Regions from separate parts of the Mus musculus genome. Here all the other regions are linked to region 1. A link is a contact called in public HiChIP or PLAC-seq and promoter capture Hi-C data. All regions are on one chromosome and are shown on one strand. Each heading gives the region's core, a stretch centred on a gene start, on an enhancer-like site or on the middle of the called end of the contact. The rest is flanking DNA. Distances are from core to core; before and after follow the strand shown. Region 1 holds the start of Pkd1l3 (polycystic kidney disease 1 like 3). Region 2 overlaps Phlpp2 (PH domain and leucine rich repeat protein phosphatase 2). Region 3 overlaps Phlpp2 (PH domain and leucine rich repeat protein phosphatase 2).

Region 1 (3,092 bases), core at 430-2,929:
AATCCCAGCACTTGGGAGGCAGAGGCAGGCAGATTTCTGAGTTTGAGCCTAGCCTGGTCTACAGTGTGAGTTCCAGGACAGCCAGGGCTACACAGAGAAACCCTGTCTCAAAAAAAAAGTTAAAAGATTTTATTTATTTTTATTTTATGTATACGGGTGTTTCGTCTGTCTGTATGTATGTATACCATGTACATGGCCTGGTACCTTCAAAGCCAGAAGAAGGCTGGATCCAGCATGTGGGTGCTGGGAATTGAACCTGGGTCCTCTGCAAGAACTAGTGCTACTAACCATGGAGCCATCTTTCCAGCCCCCTATGATTGAGTTTTTCAAATAAATACTCTCCTTGTCAGCCCAGTATTCTGGCAAAGGATTGTATCCAGGATGTATAAAGGGACTCCCAAAAAAAGTTATTAGGAGAATAAGTAATGCAGTCAATAAATGGCAAATGATCTGAGCTGACACTTCTCAGACAGCTGGTAAATATGGGGAGGGGAGATGCTACACACCCTGTGTTAGACTGAGTTGCCACAGAAATAAAAAAATAAACTGGCCTTCCCTGGGAACACTTTGTCCTTTTCTCAGCACAATGAAAGGTGATGGTCTCTCCGCAGGAACAAGGACCATGTACATGTGGAGTTGGGGTCTTGGGGGCAGAAGAGCCCAGTCCATCTGCAGGTCATTTCCCCTGTAGTCAGGAAGTGGTAGCTCCCAGCGGGTTTGTGTGGATCTCCTGATTAGGAGCTTCCATAGATGTCATCTGTCAATCAACTTTCCTGCCCAGAGCCTCTCAGCCCAGCTGCTGCTTAGACACCATTAACCCTTCATCCTCAGCCATCAGGAAAATACAACCCGAAGCTATGCTGGGAATCCATTTCACGTCACTCAGAATGGCCCTCATCAAAATCGGGGAAAGTTACCTTTATACACTGTTGGTGGGAGTGTAACCACGTGTAACCTGTAGCAAACAATAGGGAGGTTCCTAAAAAAACAAACTACAAGGATGCTATATGACTCTGCTATATGAAGACTAGGTGTATACCCACAGGGAATGAAGTCAGCACTCAGAAGAGAGCCTGTGTGTCCATATTAATACTCAGTACTGTTAACCATAGCCAAGCTACAGCAGTGGCTCAGGTGCCTGTAAACAGATGACAGATGAATAGATAAAAAAGAGGATATATATATATATATATATATATATATATATATATATGTGTGTGTGTGTGTGTGTGTGTGTGTGTGTGTGTGTATGTATATATGTGTGTGTGTATAGATAGATAGATAGATAGATAGATAGATAGACTTTTAATACCAACACTCAAGAGGCTGAGGCAAGTGGATCTCTCTGAGTTCAAGTCCAGCCTGGTCTACATAGTGAGTTCCAGGACAGCTAGGGATACATAGTGAGACCCTGTCTTGAAAATAACAACAACAAAAGAAAGTTTTCCTTTTCATAAAAAAGTATCCATTTTTCTGGACACATACCTCATTGCTAGGGTGCTTGTATAGAGTGCATAAGGTTCTGTGTTAGAGCCCATGCTTTAAGAACTAAGCTCGCCAAGTCTAGTAACACTGGTTTCGATATCCACCAACCTCTCCCTGCTTGCAGGTAGCTTTGGCGTCATAATGGGTCTTTATTTGCTAAAGATACATCTGGGCGTGTAGACACAGATGGAGACATTGGTGCCCCCGACTGTAAAGCCCCGTTTGCTATTCATTTGCAGCCGGTGAGAAATAGCTTCCCTAAACAAAACAAAACCTTTATCTCCTTGGCAGGTTGTTCCCAACCCACAAAAGAACAATACGGACGATTCTGACAAACTCACTGAGTCCTATTTAAAAGCCCAGGCAGCTGCCAAGCCTCCGTACATCTTCTCTCTTCTCACTCGAGCCTCCGTACATCTCTCTTCTCACTCGAGCCTCCGTACATCTTCTCTCTTCTCACTCGGCACAGAGAGAAAAATGCTCTTGCAGAGGCGGTCCTGGCTCTGGCTGTACATTAGAATCGGTGTCATTCTGGGTGATATTTTGGGACGTAAACCAAGCATCCGGGAGCAACATGGGGGAAACAGCTGCTATCAGCTTAACAGACTTTTCTGTGACTTCCAGGAAGCAGATAACTACTGCCACGCCCAGAGAGGACGCCTAGCCCACACGTGGAACCCCAAGCTTCGGGGTTTCCTAAAAAGCTTCCTGAATGAAGAAACAGTGTGGTGGGTCAGGGGAAACCTGACGCTGCCCGGATCGCATCCAGGGATAAATCAGACAGGTAGGGCTCTCGTGTTGAATGTTGAGGGGAAAAGCTTTCTTGGGCTGTGTTCTAGGGTGGAAGAAAGTCATCTTTGGCCTTTCCACTTTTTTTTTTTTTTTTTCAGATTACATTTTAAGGTATTGTTTTTTCCCTTTTTGAGATTTATTTATTTTACGTATGAGTGCTTTATCTGCACATCTACCTGCTTGCCAGAAGAGGGCATCAGATCGATTACAGATGGTTGTGAGTGTCCATGTGGTTGCTGAGAATTGAACTCGGGACCTCTGAAAGAGCAGCCAGTGCTTTTAACTTCTGAGCCATCTCTCCAGCCCCCTTTCAGCTTTTATAATCAGAAAAAGGGTTAGTTTGACCATCAATCTCTCTCCATACGCTTTCCACTTTTGTGTCTCGGCCAACATTTGTCTCCATAGCAATGGCAATGTACTTTTTCCCCCCCTGAGACAGGGTCTGTCTGTGTAGCCTTGGCTGTCCTGGAATGTGCTCTGTAGATCACGTTCCAGGCCTTGAACTCACAGAGATCCTCCTGCCTGTGCCTCCTGAGTGCTGGGATTAAAGGTGTGCACCATCATTGACCGGTGGCAATGAGCTTTTTGTCAGAGCCTGTCTAAAACTTAATTCCTGAGTCTTCATGTATGGTGTTATTTTGCTTTATTTGATTTGGGGTATCTGGAATTTTTGTTGTTTTGTTTTATATTGTGACAGTTTTGCTTTATAGTGCAAGATGTCCTGAAACTTGGTATTCAGCACAAACTGGTCTCAAACTCTCAATCCCCCCACCACGCACCCCCCCCTTAAGTGTTGAATGTTGAATGAAGAGGAA
Region 2 (3,092 bases), core at 440-2,939, 330 kb after region 1:
CAGGTAGTAACTTGGCCCCGAGGTTGGGCAAGTACTCCCCAGACTGAGAGAAGCGGCTGCGTCACATCTGCTGTGTTCCGTCATTGGTGATCAGCCAGTCAGCATTCGCTCCCTGTGTCTAACTCTCTCTCTCGCACCTCTCCCAGATGCTATCTATCGGGTTTTCTCACTGTTGCCAGTGGATGTCATCCAAACAGTGGGCTCATATCTTATGGTTTTTGTGCAATCATTGTCGTATTGTAGTCCTAAGACTCATTATAGTGTATTTTTGATATTTTTGAAATGTGTTAAATTTTTTAATTCAATAATATGAGCCAGAGCATGTTGCAGCAAATCTATTGTTTGTAAAAAATAATAATAAACAATAAATAAAATAAAATGGGATATCTTTTCCATGCCTGTGCTTTATGAATATTTTATGAGGAAGTGTAATTATATGCATAACTAGGTTATTTACTAAAAATATGTTTAGGACTTTTCTACTTTGGGGGAAAAGAACATGGAAGACCTATTTTCTGACACCATGAAGACAGTGAAAAAAATGCTTGCTTTATTGTTAAGCACCTCATACAGATATACAAGGAAATATGATCATGGCTGCTCCCCACTTTTGCCCTCCAGCTTACCCCTCTCAACCTCATTTTGCTTTATAACTTCCTGTTAGGTCCAGTTACTGCTGCCCATCCTTCGTGGGTGTGGGCCCAGAGCGTGGGAGACCTCCAAAATGAATGATTCTCCCCCCCCCCGCCCCACCCCCGGTATGAAAATAGCGTATATATTTTTTCTGCTAGTCAGCTTTGTGCCCTTATAACAGAGTATCTGACCCAGGCAGTTAGTGAAGAGGGAGATGCTTGTTTCTGGAGTGACGCAGGGAAGAGTGGAGAAGGAAGGGGTCGCCGCTCAGCCAGATAGACCTGGTCAACCCTAGTAACCAATGAGTCATGTTTCTAAGAGCACCAGGCATCTCACGGCCAAGGCTTCTGTGACAGTAGAGAACACAGACCACACCCAATCCATAGCACCGTTTTCTGCTGGAATGGCAACAGAGATGACTCACTAAAGTTTATGGTTGAAGAAATGCACTTAGGAGGTGGAGGCAGGAGGCTCAGAAGTCTGAAGCCAGCCATGGCTTGGGGCGAGTAAGACACAAAAAAAGTCACTATAGGCAGCATAGTTGTCAAATGAGGGCTATTAGCTGAGGAAACCGGTTTATGAGCCGTTAAGTTCCTTAAGTATATCACAGCTGTTGGCACCGCAGGAGTCAGGTAGCTAAGCAACCCTGGGCAGCGTTCTTTCCATGAGGTTAAAGTGGAGCATTAGGACTTTAGACTTGGTGAGTGTTGCTTTCCAAGAGAATTAGCGTCCAGTTAAGCCTCCAGCTTACTGCTCTCTCTGCTCTCACCAAGTGTCTTCTAGTCTGTGGATTTCAAACAAGATCAGCTACCTCTCAGCCCAAGTAAAGGCCGTGTTGAAGTCATCTTTCAGGCTTCCTCTTCATCCGGAATCAACATTTTAAACACTTGGTTTCTTGGCAGCACACTCAGCTCTTTCGGTGTGCCTGCCAGGCAAGCACTGTACCCCCGCTTCTTGATACCTCTGTCCCATGTGATATATGGGCTGAGGTGGCACAAGTGGTCTCAAGTTTGTTTTCCAGTGCCAGTGATATTCCACGGCGTCCTGAAGGCCACAAGGACTTGTCTGTTACTTGTAACACACCTCTATTATGACTCAGAGGGCCGTGGTGGTGGTGGTGGTGGTGTGTGTGTGTTTAAGATCTATTTTTCTTTTTAATTATGGGTGTGTGTGTGTGTGTGTGTGTGCACATGTGCTTGTGGACTCCAGAGGAAGATAGCAGGTCCCCTGGAGGTTTAGTTATAGGAGGTTGTGGGCCACCTGATTGGATGCTGGGAAAAGCATCCTCATAACTGCTAAGCCATCCCTCTATTCTGTGTCCAAGTCTTATCTCCGCTGCTTACAGGTTTTGTGACTGTGGGAAAGTTAACCTGTTTAAAGCAGTTTAACATTGAACAGAAGTCACAGCTTCGGTCATTTGTGCCAAAGTGGTAGATAGGAAGAACTTCTATACCACTGAACAATAATGTTCTGCAGTGAGTCGCTGGTAAGGAACATCAGCCCTTGCCCTTCTTGGACCTTGCCTCCTCATTTGTAGCACACGAATGACAAGTCAGCGTAACCCGACAAATAGTGAATCCCATCGGGTTTGCTAGAGGGTTTCTAGTACTGAACTCTGGACTTGTGGCAGTGTGGTTAGTTTACTCCCTGATGGGTTCTAATCAGAAGAGGAGCTGCCACCCAGGAGCCAACCGGACACAGGGCTGGGGTCACATAGTCAGTCTACCTTATCCAGTGAAAGATCCAAGGTGGGCAGAGATAACAATAGGAACACAGAGAAATCATGAAAACAGTGCCCTGGGGGTGCCAGTCTTTTGTTGAAGGGCACACATGTGATTTTGGCGATTGTCAAAGTTTCTTTGTCACTTATCAAGCCTTAGTGCGGGACACTAATCACTACCAGGCCAAGGGTGACAATAGAGATTTCCCTGATTAATTCTCCCTGAGCTTTGCCTCATTTCTTAAGAATTCCTTCGTTTTTATTTTATGTTTGGATGTTCGCCTGCCTGCCTGCCTGCCTGCGTGTGCATGACCTGTGTGCCTGTGCCCTCAGGCAGGTTGGATCCTTGGAGCCGGAGTTACAGATGGTTGTGAGCTGCCATGTTAGGGGCTGGGAACTGAACCTAGAGTCCTCTGCAAGAGCAGTAAATGGCTCTCGACCAGCTAGCCATCTCTCTCCAGCCCCTGTTTTCCGATTTCTACATGGGGTGTGAGTGCAGATGTCAGGGTGTAAGCTTGGAGAACAGCCTGAGGGAGTCCATTCTTTCTCCACCATGTGGGCCCCAGGGGTCAGACTCAGGCCATTTATCTGGCTTGGCAGCAGGCACCTTCGCCTGCTGAGCCATCCCTCTGGCCATCAAGGACTTGTATTTTAAAAGAGAAAAATCAAAAGTTAATTCCAATGGCATAACCTTCCTCCCCACAAATGTACATGGCACAGCTAGTGGAAAATATTTTCC
Region 3 (3,092 bases), core at 436-2,935, 280 kb after region 1:
TATGAGTCTATAGGGGCCATACATAAACTTAGCATAATGCAAAATATATTTAGTCCAACTTCCAAAGTCCCTGTAGTCTATAGCAGTTTCAACAATGTTAAAAGTTCAAAAAGTCCAAAGTTCAAAGTCTCTTCTGAGATTTATCCAATCACTTAACTGTAATCCCCAAAGCAAGGCAGGAAATCAGCTGGGCAAACTCCAAACTCTGTATCTCTGTGGCTGATGTCAATGCAGTCTTCAGATCTCCAGCTCCTTTTTCATCTTTGTTGACTGCAGCAAACTTCTTTCTCCTGGGCTGGTTCTACTCCCTGTTAGCAGCTTTTCTCAGCAGATAGCCCACTGATCTGAAATCTCAAAATCTTGGGGTCTCCCAAGGCAACTTCAGTGTCTGGATCCACATATGATCTTGTGGGCTCCTCCCAAGGGCTGGCATCACTTCTCCAGCTTTGTCTTCTGTAGCACTCTAAGCTCAGGTTGATCCACTCCACTGCTGCTGCTGTTCTTGGTGATCCCTCATGGTACTGGCATCTTCAATACACTGGGGTCTTCAGCTGCAACTAGGCTTCACCAATAGCCTCTCATAGGCTCTCTTCATGTTGCCAAGCCTCAAATCCTTTGCATGACCCCTTCAGTCCTAGGCTGTCAACTGCAACTGAGGCTATACCTTTACCAATGGCCTTCTATGACCTCTCACAGTACCAAACCTCAGCTGCTCTCCATGACCCCTTCATGCCTTCAAAACCAGTAACACCTGGGTAACTCTTATACATTACCAAGTATAGTTGCAGCACGAGGTACAACCTTGGCTATCTCTGGAACAAAGCTTCTTTGTGCTCTCAGAAAACACTTCCCAGAAGATTTCACCTCAGTAATGCTGGTCTCTTCTTAATCACCACTAATTTCTTAGTTCCAGCTAACCTGCATCAATTGTCCCAGTAGTCCTTTCTATTCTGGACTCTAAAGCCAGAGAGCCACATGGCCAAAGCTGCCATTTGCTGGGGCTGGAACATGACCCCCTTGCTATATTACATTATCACCAGCCTTCTGTTTTCTAACTGTTTCACTGCCTAAGCTTGGCTGTCCTGGAACTTGCTCTGTAGACTGACTTTGAACTCAGAGATCTGCATGCCTGTCTTCTAAGCACTGGGATTAAAGATGTGGTCCACCAAGCCTAGATTTAAGTTTTTCTTCACCTAGAACTTGCTCTGTTCTAGGCTGGCCTTGAATTCAGAGATCTGCTTGTCTTTGCCTCCAGGGATTAAAGGCTTGTAGTAGCATGCCTTGATCTAAATTTAGCTGGATGGGATCTTGCCCCTAGGTCACTACTCCCTTAATTCAATTTAATATCCTTGAACACAGGATTCAACTCCATTTTCACTTCCTCGTGCCCCTTTAATACTCGAACCATATATTTTGTATTTTTCTTTTCTCAGCTTGCTATGCTTGTTTACAATGTTCTTCATGAAACTTAACCAGAGTACACAGTCTCTGCTGGGCTTTTTTGAGACTTCCTTTGTCAATGCAGTTTAATCTGAGTCTCTTCACCTTAACCTCAGGAGACTCTTCAGACAAGGGCAAAAAGTAACCACATAATACTACAAAAACAGTCTCTAGGCTACATATAGAAATTCTCCACTGAAACCTCTTGGGCGAGGTCTGAAGAATTCAAATCACTCTTACTAACAAAGCCTTCCACATTCCTACTAGGATAACCCATCAAGCAAGCCCCATTTAAAGCATTCCACTGCTTCCCAAATCCAAGGTCCCCAAACTTCCAGACAAAAGTATGGTCAGGTCTATCACAGCAGTACCCCACTCCTGGTACCAATTTCTGTATTAGTTATGGTTTTACTGCTGTGAATAGAACCCATGACCAAGACAAGTCTTATAAAGGACAACATATATTTATGGCTGGCTTTCAGGTTCAGAGCTTCAGTCCTTTCCTCAAGGTGGAAGCATGGCAGCATTCAGGCAGGATGGTGCAGGCAGAGCTGAGAGTTCTACATCTTCATCTGAAGGCTGCTAGTGGAAGATTGGCTTCCACGCAGCTAGGATGAGGGTCTTAAAGCCCGTGTTCACAGTGCCACACCCACTCCAACAGGGCCACACCTTCTAATATTGCCACTCCCTGGGCTGAGCATGTACACAAACCATTACAGTGGCCTGTACTTAAAATTCCAGCTGTTGGGAGATGTAGAGAGCAAGGCCATTGCAAGATTGAGATGAATCCAGACTCCACAGTGAGTTCCAGGGCAGCCAGTTCTCTGTATCTAGGCCTTGTCTCAGAAAACTCTGCTGCCTAAATAAGTACTGATAAAAAGTTTAATACTGTGTGTCTTATGTGCTGTATGTTCTCCTCTGGCCCCCGTGTTAGTAGCAGCAGCAGCAACAACAACTGGTAATTAGAAGACATATTGAGCTGGACATGGTAGGACAGATTTAGAAGTCCACTACTTTGGAGGCTAAGGCACAATTGTCAGGATTTCTATGCTAGCATGGGTTATAACAGCAAGCCCAACAGACAACTAAACTGAGCAGGAGGAAGGCAAGCCCAGGTGTTGGTTTATTTTTGGTGTACCATCTCCTCTTTGGTTCTTATTTTGATGCAGGTGTTTGTATGCAGCTTTTGTAGTGATTACTGTTTTCATTATATATATATATATATATATTTTTTTTTTTTTTTTAATTAAATCCTGTTGTGTCAGTGTACTATAGTTACTCAAATATAAAAGACTAACCTTTATAACTTGTCTTTATAGGTAAGTATGTTATATTTCTTTTTTTTTTTAATTCTTTTTTTAAAAGATTTATTATTATATCTAAGTACACTGTAGCTGTCTTCAGACACTCCAGAAGAGGGTGTCAGATCTCATTACGGATGGTTGTGAGCCCCCATGTGGTTGCTGGGATTTGAACTCAGGACCTTTGGAAGAGCAGTCGGTGCTCTTAACCACTGAGCCATCTCTCCAACCCGTTATATTTCTTTTTTATTTGTTGTTGTATTAGTTTTATTTTATTTTTTTGAATCAATGTCTTATTTTGTAGCTTCGGCTGTCTTGGAACTCTCTATGTAGACCAGGCTAGCCTTGAAC

The links. Promoter capture Hi-C pulls out the DNA fragments that hold promoters and counts their contacts. HiChIP or PLAC-seq counts read pairs in DNA pulled down with a chosen protein or histone mark.
Region 2: a contact with region 1 is called in a promoter capture Hi-C map of embryonic stem cells, with 2.1 times the contacts expected there. The contact joins the enhancer-like site here to the promoter of Pkd1l3 in region 1. A contact is called at or near these places in 10 of 39 promoter capture datasets (3T3-L1-derived adipocytes, the C10 cell line, the HPC-7 cell line and 5 more), 1 of 115 datasets of contacts at active chromatin or transcription factors (bone marrow-derived macrophages) and 2 of 9 other capture datasets (embryonic stem cells and liver).
Region 3: a contact with region 1 is called in an H3K27ac HiChIP or PLAC-seq map of embryonic stem cells, with 3 times the contacts expected there. The contact joins the enhancer-like site here to the promoter of Pkd1l3 in region 1. A contact is called at or near these places in 7 of 39 promoter capture datasets (3T3-L1-derived adipocytes, the C10 cell line, hematopoietic stem and progenitor cells and 2 more), 1 of 15 datasets of contacts at CTCF or cohesin (the NIH/3T3 cell line), 3 of 115 datasets of contacts at active chromatin or transcription factors (bone marrow-derived macrophages, embryonic stem cells and fetal liver) and 2 of 9 other capture datasets (adipose tissue and liver).

What each region holds. Positions count from the first base shown.
Region 1 is chr8:109,612,555-109,615,646 of GRCm38.p6, forward strand. It overlaps Pkd1l3 (polycystic kidney disease 1 like 3), which reads left to right and starts at 1,680. Exons shown (of 33, transcript NM_001286454.2): 1 at 1,680-2,269. The coding sequence starts at 1,963.
Region 2 is chr8:109,944,277-109,947,368 of GRCm38.p6, forward strand. Phlpp2 (PH domain and leucine rich repeat protein phosphatase 2) reads left to right here. Exons shown (of 19, transcript NM_001122594.2): 19 at 1-395. Among named protein-coding and RNA genes, the nearest start is that of Marveld3, 16 kb to the right of the region's middle. Within about 2 kb of position 1,690, at least 74 of the 459 cell types and tissues checked have an H3K27ac peak or open chromatin away from gene starts, as enhancers often do.
Region 3 is chr8:109,889,321-109,892,412 of GRCm38.p6, forward strand. The region is part of intron 2 of Phlpp2 (PH domain and leucine rich repeat protein phosphatase 2); the gene reads left to right. Among named protein-coding and RNA genes, the nearest start is that of Phlpp2, 22 kb to the left of the region's middle. Within about 2 kb of position 1,686, at least 9 of the 459 cell types and tissues checked have an H3K27ac peak or open chromatin away from gene starts, as enhancers often do. A contact at or near this core is called in embryonic stem cells, where this site is marked.